Regions from separate parts of the Mus musculus genome. Here region 1 is linked to region 2. A link is a contact called in public promoter capture Hi-C data. All regions are on one chromosome and are shown on one strand. The core of a region is the stretch at or near the end of the contact, and the rest is flanking DNA. Distances in the headings are between cores, read along the strand shown.

What was found. Capture Hi-C pulls out chosen DNA fragments and counts their contacts.
Region 1: a promoter capture Hi-C map of adipose tissue shows a contact between it and region 2, with 3 times the contacts expected there. The contact joins the promoter of 2900041M22Rik here to the promoter of Sphk1 in region 2. A contact is called at or near these places in 1 of 39 promoter capture datasets (liver) and 2 of 9 other capture datasets (adipose tissue and macrophages).

The regions. Positions count from the first base shown.
Region 1 is chr11:117,609,742-117,613,239 of GRCm38.p6, forward strand. 2900041M22Rik (RIKEN cDNA 2900041M22 gene) reads left to right here and starts at 1,506. Exons shown (of 2, transcript NR_015489.2): 1 at 1,506-1,693; 2 at 2,521-3,498. It overlaps Gm35170 (a long non-coding RNA gene), which reads right to left. Exons shown (of 4, transcript XR_003949818.1): 4 at 2,082-2,909.
Region 2 is chr11:116,530,259-116,534,293 of GRCm38.p6, forward strand. Sphk1 (sphingosine kinase 1) reads left to right here and starts at 2,193. Exons shown (of 6, transcript NM_025367.7): 1 at 2,193-3,110; 2 at 3,712-3,915. The coding sequence starts at 3,906.

The DNA of each region.
Region 1 (3,498 bases), core at 256-2,755, 1.1 Mb after region 2:
CTAGGGAAATGTTATAGACTGAACTGTGTCTTCTCGAGTCCCAGCCTTCCCTCGCAGTGAGGCTGTGTGTAGAAGCAAACCCTTTAGGAGATAATTAAAGCCAGTACAAGAAGTCTTGAGCACAGGGCTCTGTCTTCGTTACAATTCATGGTCAAACTTGACAGCATCTAGAATCACCTAGGGTGCCAACCTCTGCGCATGTCTGTGAGGGAGGAGTCTTCTAGATTGGCTTAGCTGAGGTAAGAAGACCGTCCCTGGATGTGGGTGGCACCGTTCTATGGGCTGTGGACTTGAGCTGAATAACAAGGAGAACATGAGCTGAGTGCCTAGACTCATCTCTGCTTCCTGCTCACAGATGCTACCTGGCCCCTGCCTCAGACTCCACACCACGCCAGGACTGCACTCTCAAACCATGCACCACAGTAAATCCTTGCTCCATTAGGTTGTCTTGTCATTTCAACAGGAAAAGTAGCCCAAGCTGGTCCTCAGAATGGAGCTCGAGGAGACAACAGACAGCTCCCTCCTCCCTCTTCCCTCCTCCCTCTCAGTGACTGTGGTTTCAGCCCCTAGCCTGTAGTATGTGATCAGGCAACCAATCAGATTAAAACCTACACCTCCTATGCTTTTAGAGCTAATTAACACAGATGTGGAAATGAGAATGACCCACCAGCCACAAAGGAAGACTCCCATGAAGATCGTATAAACTAGAACCCGCTCTGCAGAAGCCTGCAGGATAAGCATTTCCTGCTGCCCTCCTGCCCACAGCTTGCTTCGGGCTTCACTGTGGGTTCACGTGGGCCAGAAGCTGCCAGCACAGCCCCTGTGTGCACAGCCCAAGATGCATGCCTTTGGCCTATGAGGGAGAGAGACAGAGAATGTAAAGATGAATCTTGTTAACTTGACAGAATTGAGAACTGGATACAATCCTCCTGGGCTGGGGTCTTGGACTAAACAAAAAGGAGGAACAGAGCCTGGCACCAGTATCCATCTCTCTCTCTGCTTCCTGACTGAGGATGTCATGTGACCAGCATCCATCTCTCTGCTTCCTGACTGAGGATGTCATGTGACCAGCATCTCTCTCTCTCTCTCTCTTTCTCTCTCTCTCTCTCTCTCTCTCTCCTCTCTCTCTCTGTCTCTGTCTCTCTCTGCTTCCTGACAGAGGATGCCATGTGACCAGCTGTCTCCCACTCTGGCTTTCACACCATCCCCACAATGACCTTGAACTGTGAACCAAACAACCCTTTCCTTCCTTAGACTCCTTTTGTTGCTGGATCTTATCAGGAACAGGAAAATTATTTAATACAGAAAAATTCACTTCTCAGGCTCGGCCAGTCTGGGCTATGCAAGTCTAATAAAGAGGCACAAAGATTCCAAACTCCCCAGGCTCTAGGAGGACGCCCCACCAGGGATCTCCTGGAAGCTCCGCCCACTCTACACGCTGCAGGAACACCTCGGACCTCAGAAAGGACGGGCTTGCAGGAGTCTGCCCCGCCCATCACACACCCATTAGAAGTAGAGCTATGAGGCTAGTTGAGCTGGCCCGCTGATTGGTTATATGGTCTTGTGCTTCCTTTTAACTTCTCTGGGCTTCCACTTCTCCCTCGGCAAAACACACAAGACCACGCCTTGCAGCTGCACCGCGCAGATGCCTTCCGAGCTGTCCTAAAAGCTGGGATCTCTCCGGCAGTGCAGGGTGAGTATTTGGTTAGGAGGCTGCTTTCTTTATCCCTTTTATGAGAAAAAGGACAGACCAGCACCAGTTCCACCTTCCAAGTCGGAAGCTTGGGCATGTGCTAGTCAGACCATTTACCCGTTATCACCCAGCAAAGATGTGATAGCTCTGGAGTCTTCTCCAGGAACCTGCTTCAGATCCCGTATCTCAGACACTGTTTCCTAGTGCCAGCCTTGCTAGTCAGCAGAGAGAGAGAGAGAGAGAGAGAGAGAGAGAGAGAGAGAGAGAGAGAGACCTGACCAGGGTGGCTGCTGTCTTGATATCATAGCTCATCATTTTGTGTTCAACTTCACAGGACTGCAGACTAGCTCCCAGATACTTTGTAACAAATGACACCAAGACAGTGAGCTTAAAACAAAACAGTGAGGTTCAGGGGTCCAAGCCTCTGGCCAGGTCCTCCACTTGTGCTCTCATGAAGCTGCCATCCTAGTCTGAACTGCTAATCGTCTGAAAGAAAGATCCATCTTCAACTCAGCCAGTTGGTGTCTGTCAGTTCCTTGTGGGCTGTCAGGCTCGCACTATGTGGGCTGTTGGACCTGTTTCTTTGCTGACGATCAGATGGAGACCACACTCTACTTCTGGCTAAATAGCCCCCTCTATCAGCAACTCAGAGCTTATCCAGCTGCTTTGCCAAAGCCAGCATGGGGTGGAGGGCGGGGGGTGGGTATCATGGTCATTTGGTCAGGCACAGTCCCACCTTCAGACACAAAGGTGGCAGGAGTCATGGAGAACAATCTGGTGGCCACCATGTGACACGATAGTCACACAAGCATGTCCTCAATTTCCAGATTCAGGAAGAATGTCAAGAACAGGTGAAGGACCCACCCAGGCTCAGTTCAGTGGGAAAACGTTCTCAACAGCTTTGATGTCCCTGAGCTACATGCAGGTGGCGTTGGTACCTGGCTGGCTGCGGCAGATCCAGAGCAGAAACCACATCGGTGGGAGCCAGGAGACTGAAGAGCTTCCCTTCCTACTGCAGTCCTGTTACCTGGGGTTGGCCGGTCTGCATAGTGTGGAGTCAGCACCAGCTGAGGATGTACACATCGGTTGACATTGGCCAGTGCTGCTGCTTCTGCCTCTACCCAAGTGGTCATTGTTGGGAGGGAGGTCGTTGGGCTCCAGAGGGCAGGTCGAATGTTGAAACTACCTGAAGTTCAGACCAGCTCCCAAACTGAGCCTTCGGAAGAAAGGCCTTTTGTTAGGGGAGCCTCTGGAGTGGGAAGAGAGGGCAGTCTCCCTCCCCGAATAGGAAGTCTGCTGGTGGTGATATCTAATGAAGACTTTTATGATAGAAATGTAATTGTTAAAAAAAAATTTTTTTTTTACATCGGTCTCAGAGCTTTCAATCCAAGAGCTCGATCATTCCCTCATTCATGCCCTAAATAAGCCCTAATTAATCTCGAGGCTGGAAGAAAGGAGGCTAGATTGCAGCTTTCTCTGTAAGGACACACTTCATATTTTGGGGGAGTTTGAAGAGGCTCTCAAGCACTTCCCTCAGTGGTATTTTATCAGCGGCTCAGAGCGGCTTCATTAGGCTGCTGAAGTTGCTAATTGCATTACCATATTTTTAAGCCTCATAGGTGCGGGCCAGGCTTGACATCTTCCAATGTGCCCAACCGTTTGCCAGCTTGGCATGTCAGAGACCCCTCGCACAGTTTGCCTCAGGTGCAAGGAAGGCGACCAGCACCAGTGTCTCAGGGGCCTGCTGGCCACCTGCTGGGAGGGAAGCCACTACCAGGTCTCATTCACTTGGCAGAGAGAATGTG
Region 2 (4,035 bases), core at 943-3,442:
GAGGGAGGAGGTGGCGGTGTGGGGGGCACTTGGGTACTTTTCTCTGGGAAAGCTGCCCAGAGGAGCCTAGGAAGGAAAACAATTCTTTTCACCTGTGAGACAGGTATGGCCTGGGAACAGAGGCTGAGCTGATAAGTCAGAATTCCAGACTGGCCCAAGGCCAAAGCCAGTTGCACCTTGCTGACAGGCTGGCTAATGAGAGAGAGAGAGAGAGAGAGAGGGGGGGGGAGAGAGAGAGAGAGAGAGAGAGAGAGAGTACACGCTTGCATGCTTGTGTTTGTGCACTTGTGCTTGGAGCTAGCTACTGTTTCTCCTGGAGATTCTCAGACCCTGGGTTCCTGAAGTGGCTGTTGAGGGGAGCAATACACCAGCCTAGCTAACACAGAGTAAGCTCTGGTGGTACTTGGCCTCCCAGACTGGGGGAAGGGCTTGGGGTTTGTTATAAGCTTTGTTGGGAATTGGTTTGACAGCTCCCATAAGGCCCTTCACCTCCCAATCCTTCCAGAGACACAAAAGAAAACCAACATCTTGTTCTTGTCCATTCCCGGCTACAGGGCCAGGGGTGCTGTTTGCCGGTTTCTACAGATAGGATAAAGTTCTTTAGGAAAGGAAAGGGTCTAGAAAGCTGCATGGAATGGGGGAGGTGAACAAGAATGAAAGAGGCAGAGACCAGAGAGGTGAGGAGGCCAGAGGATGAGGCGGCAGCCGACACAGAGGAGCCATTGTGTCCACTGGAACCAGCGCCAGACTGGAACCCCCCTCCCACTGGGTCTCTTCTGAGCAGAAGGGGAACCGGCCCTGAGGCCCAAGTATAAAATGTCCTGCAGGCTGCTTCTGCTCTCTCCCACGGACTGAGTTTCCAGTCAACCTTGCTCCACGCTTGCCCTCAGAGTATGAGAAGTTCCAGCCCCAGGCCTCAAAGAAAAGCGAGACCCTGATCCAGGTCGGCATTTTGAGCGTAAATTTACACACAGCCCGATCTTTCCTTCCCCGTGCCTCAGTTTCTCCTCTTTAGTTGTTAATGACTTGCTTGTCGGGCTTGATAAACACTCCTTCCCAAACCGTGAGAGAGCAGAGGAGGGTGTTTCCTACAGTCTGGGCAGCCAGCCCCCCTCCAAGCTCAAAATCTCGGGGAGAATAGTTTCCTCCCTGAGTCTGCTAGATACCAACGCCAGATCTGGACCCTAGGTCTCTGGTAAGGGGAGGGGGCAGGGTAGACAAGGGAGCGAGTGGCAGAGAGCCTGGCTTCCCCGCAGAGCCCCCTCCTCCCACCGCGACTCGTGTCCCCGCAGCGCGTGACCACGGCACTGCGGCTGCAGAGCTGCAATCCTTCCTTGTCCGCGCTAGATTCCAGGGGTGTAAGGTGGGAAGCCGGGGATGGGGGTAGGTGCAGGACCAGATCTTGGTAGCCACGAGTCGCGGAACCGGGGGTGGGTGATGACGCCCTTGCTCCCTCCAAATCCTCATTTTTTTTTTTTTTTGGTTGGTTGGTTGTTTCCGGGAGTTTCTCCACCCGTGAGCGTGTCGCTGAGTCACCTTCTCGGAAGGCACTCGGGGCGTTCATGATCCGGTCAGGCTGTCCCGCGGCTGTACAGAGCCAAGGCATATATTGCAGTGACGCGTGCGGAACCGCAGGTCCAGCCTGTGCCCCTGGCCCTCCTGGGGACTCCTAAAATACTGAGAAACTCGGTCGGGGAACTCCAGGGTCCTCTGGGAGAGAAGCCACCTTCAAGGCGTGACCTAGTTCACTGCAATCCTTTCTTATCTGGGTTCGTTTTCCTCTTGGACTCGCCTCTTCTGGACTTTAAGAAGCGATGCGAAGATAGAGGTGGGTGGGGTCGCGCGGGGGCCGGTGTGGGCGCGCCAGTTCTCTGTAACCGGAGCTAAACCAATGCAGCTTCCTTGGGAGTTTGGTGTCTGTTTTTGGTGCTTGGTAGGATTTGGGAGCTTCTTTTTCCAAGTCTCCGCTAATAATCTTCCAAAAATTTAACTCCGGTTAGTCACGGACACCCTCAGGTCACTTGCCATGAAATATATCACTTACACAACTATGCGTCTTGTTTATCTCCACCGAAGCGCATACACCGGGGCACGTGTGCATTTTCACCCCGAGATCGCCCGAAGGGGTGGGGAGGTTGGGACCACGCCCCCATGCTAGCCTCTCCAATCCTGATGAGAGCCCCCATTGCCCTGTCCACACTGCTGGGTTCCTCCAGTCGGTGAGGATCGTGGATCCCGATCATCCGCGGCAGGCAGCATCTCAGGCCTTGATAGTGTTCCCTGGGGGGAAAGACTCCACCTTTGGAGGTTGCTGACGAGGTACTCTCATCTCGACTTCGTCCCCAAACCGGTTCAGCTTTCTCCTGAAAGGCGTGCCAGACTGCTTCGGGTTCGGCGTCTGAGTGAGCCAGCGGCTGCATCTGGAAGCTAAAAGTAAAGGCACCGCGGAGGAGCAGGGGAGGAAGAGAAGTTCGCGGGTGGCGGGTGACCCGACCCTGGCCCAGAGTCAGGACAGCACTAGGGTCTGGATGTGGAATTCAGGCTAGGTCTAAGCGACGCCAAAGAGGCGCTGCATCCCTACTGTGAACAGCAGTTTCGAGGTTCAGTAAGCGCAGACCCACGCGTACCCGAAGCCCGCTCGGATGCTGGGCGCCGGCATGTGGGCTGCGCCCTCGCTTTCGCGCTCCGCGGATGCGCTGCTTCAGGCCGGGCTCAGAACCCCACCTCTTGCGGACTTCCTAAGCTGTTCCTCCAGCACCGGGCGCACAATCGTATCCGGGGATCCTGCCCCTCATCTGCGCGTGGCCGAGCCCAGGCTGGCGGCGACTGTGTTCGGGGAGGTGCAGTGAGATCCCGGGCGGGTGGGGGACCAGAGCTGCGCGCAACTCTGGTTCCACCCCGAGAGCACAAGGAACGCGGGGCGTGGCCAGGCCGGCCCAGAGGCTCAGCGCCCTCCCCGGGCCGCCGTGAAATTGAGCAAAAAGTTTGAGACCGGAGGGGGGCGATCCCTTGGAGTCGGTGTCAGCCCAGTGCTTCAGTTGTCCCTCTGTCGCGGGTCTGAGTCGGAGAGGAGCTGCTTTCCGCCACTGGCCGCCCGTGGGACAGATTGGGTAGGGATCCCCTTTCCCCCGCGCGCGCCCTCCCGTAGTTGGCGGTGCCTTCGTGGGTCCGTGAAGGAGACGGCCCCACGCCTGCGCCTCAGTGCACACTCGCGCTCCGGCAGGGCAGACCATAGTTGTGGGTCCGCCCAGCACAGGCAGGCTTTTGCGGGACTTGGGCGCTGTTCTCACGAGTGCGGCACGCACCCCCACCCCCACCCTCTTGGAGACTCGGAGCTTCAGCGGCTTCGTAGTTCAGGCAGGGGACCGGGCGACTGCGCAGGTTGCGATGGGGTTCTTCGTCCCAGAGTACGCGCCTCTCAATGCCAGTTCTGGGAATTGTATGCAGTTGGATTCTCCACCAAGCCCGAAGGGTGAAGAGCCGGCCCGACGAAGAGAGCCACGGGTCACTGACTCATGCGTCGGGTCCGAATCCGGTGTCCCCTGGAACGGAATGTTCGTGGGGTGGGAAGCTCATTCTGGAAAGCTAGATCCCCCACCCACGGGGCTCTGGTGATTCAGTCGCGAGCCAGGGGCTCTGGTTGGGCACTTTGTCCCACGTGCATGGAAGCCCAGGCAGAGAACCCCACCACTCTTTCCTCCTGTCCCTCAGATCTGGCCGCCCCGGGGAATGACGAGGGCGCTCACACAGCCCAGGGAGGTGGAGAGGGCGAGCCCCACGGCCAGTCGCCAGACACCCTCCTGGGCAACACCGATAAGAAGCTGAACGCAGGAGCCGCCGTTACCTCTAGCAGCGCCGGGGCAGCACCGGTGGCCCCTTGTCAGCGGGAGCCCCGGGACCTGGCTATGGAACCAGGTTTGTGGGGTACCTGTCTGGGAAAGGCTAATGAGATCTCTTCCCCCAAGAAATGATGGACAGCAGAAAGAAGCCTAGGGTCACTCGAAAGAAACATTTTGTCCCGCGAGGCCAGACATC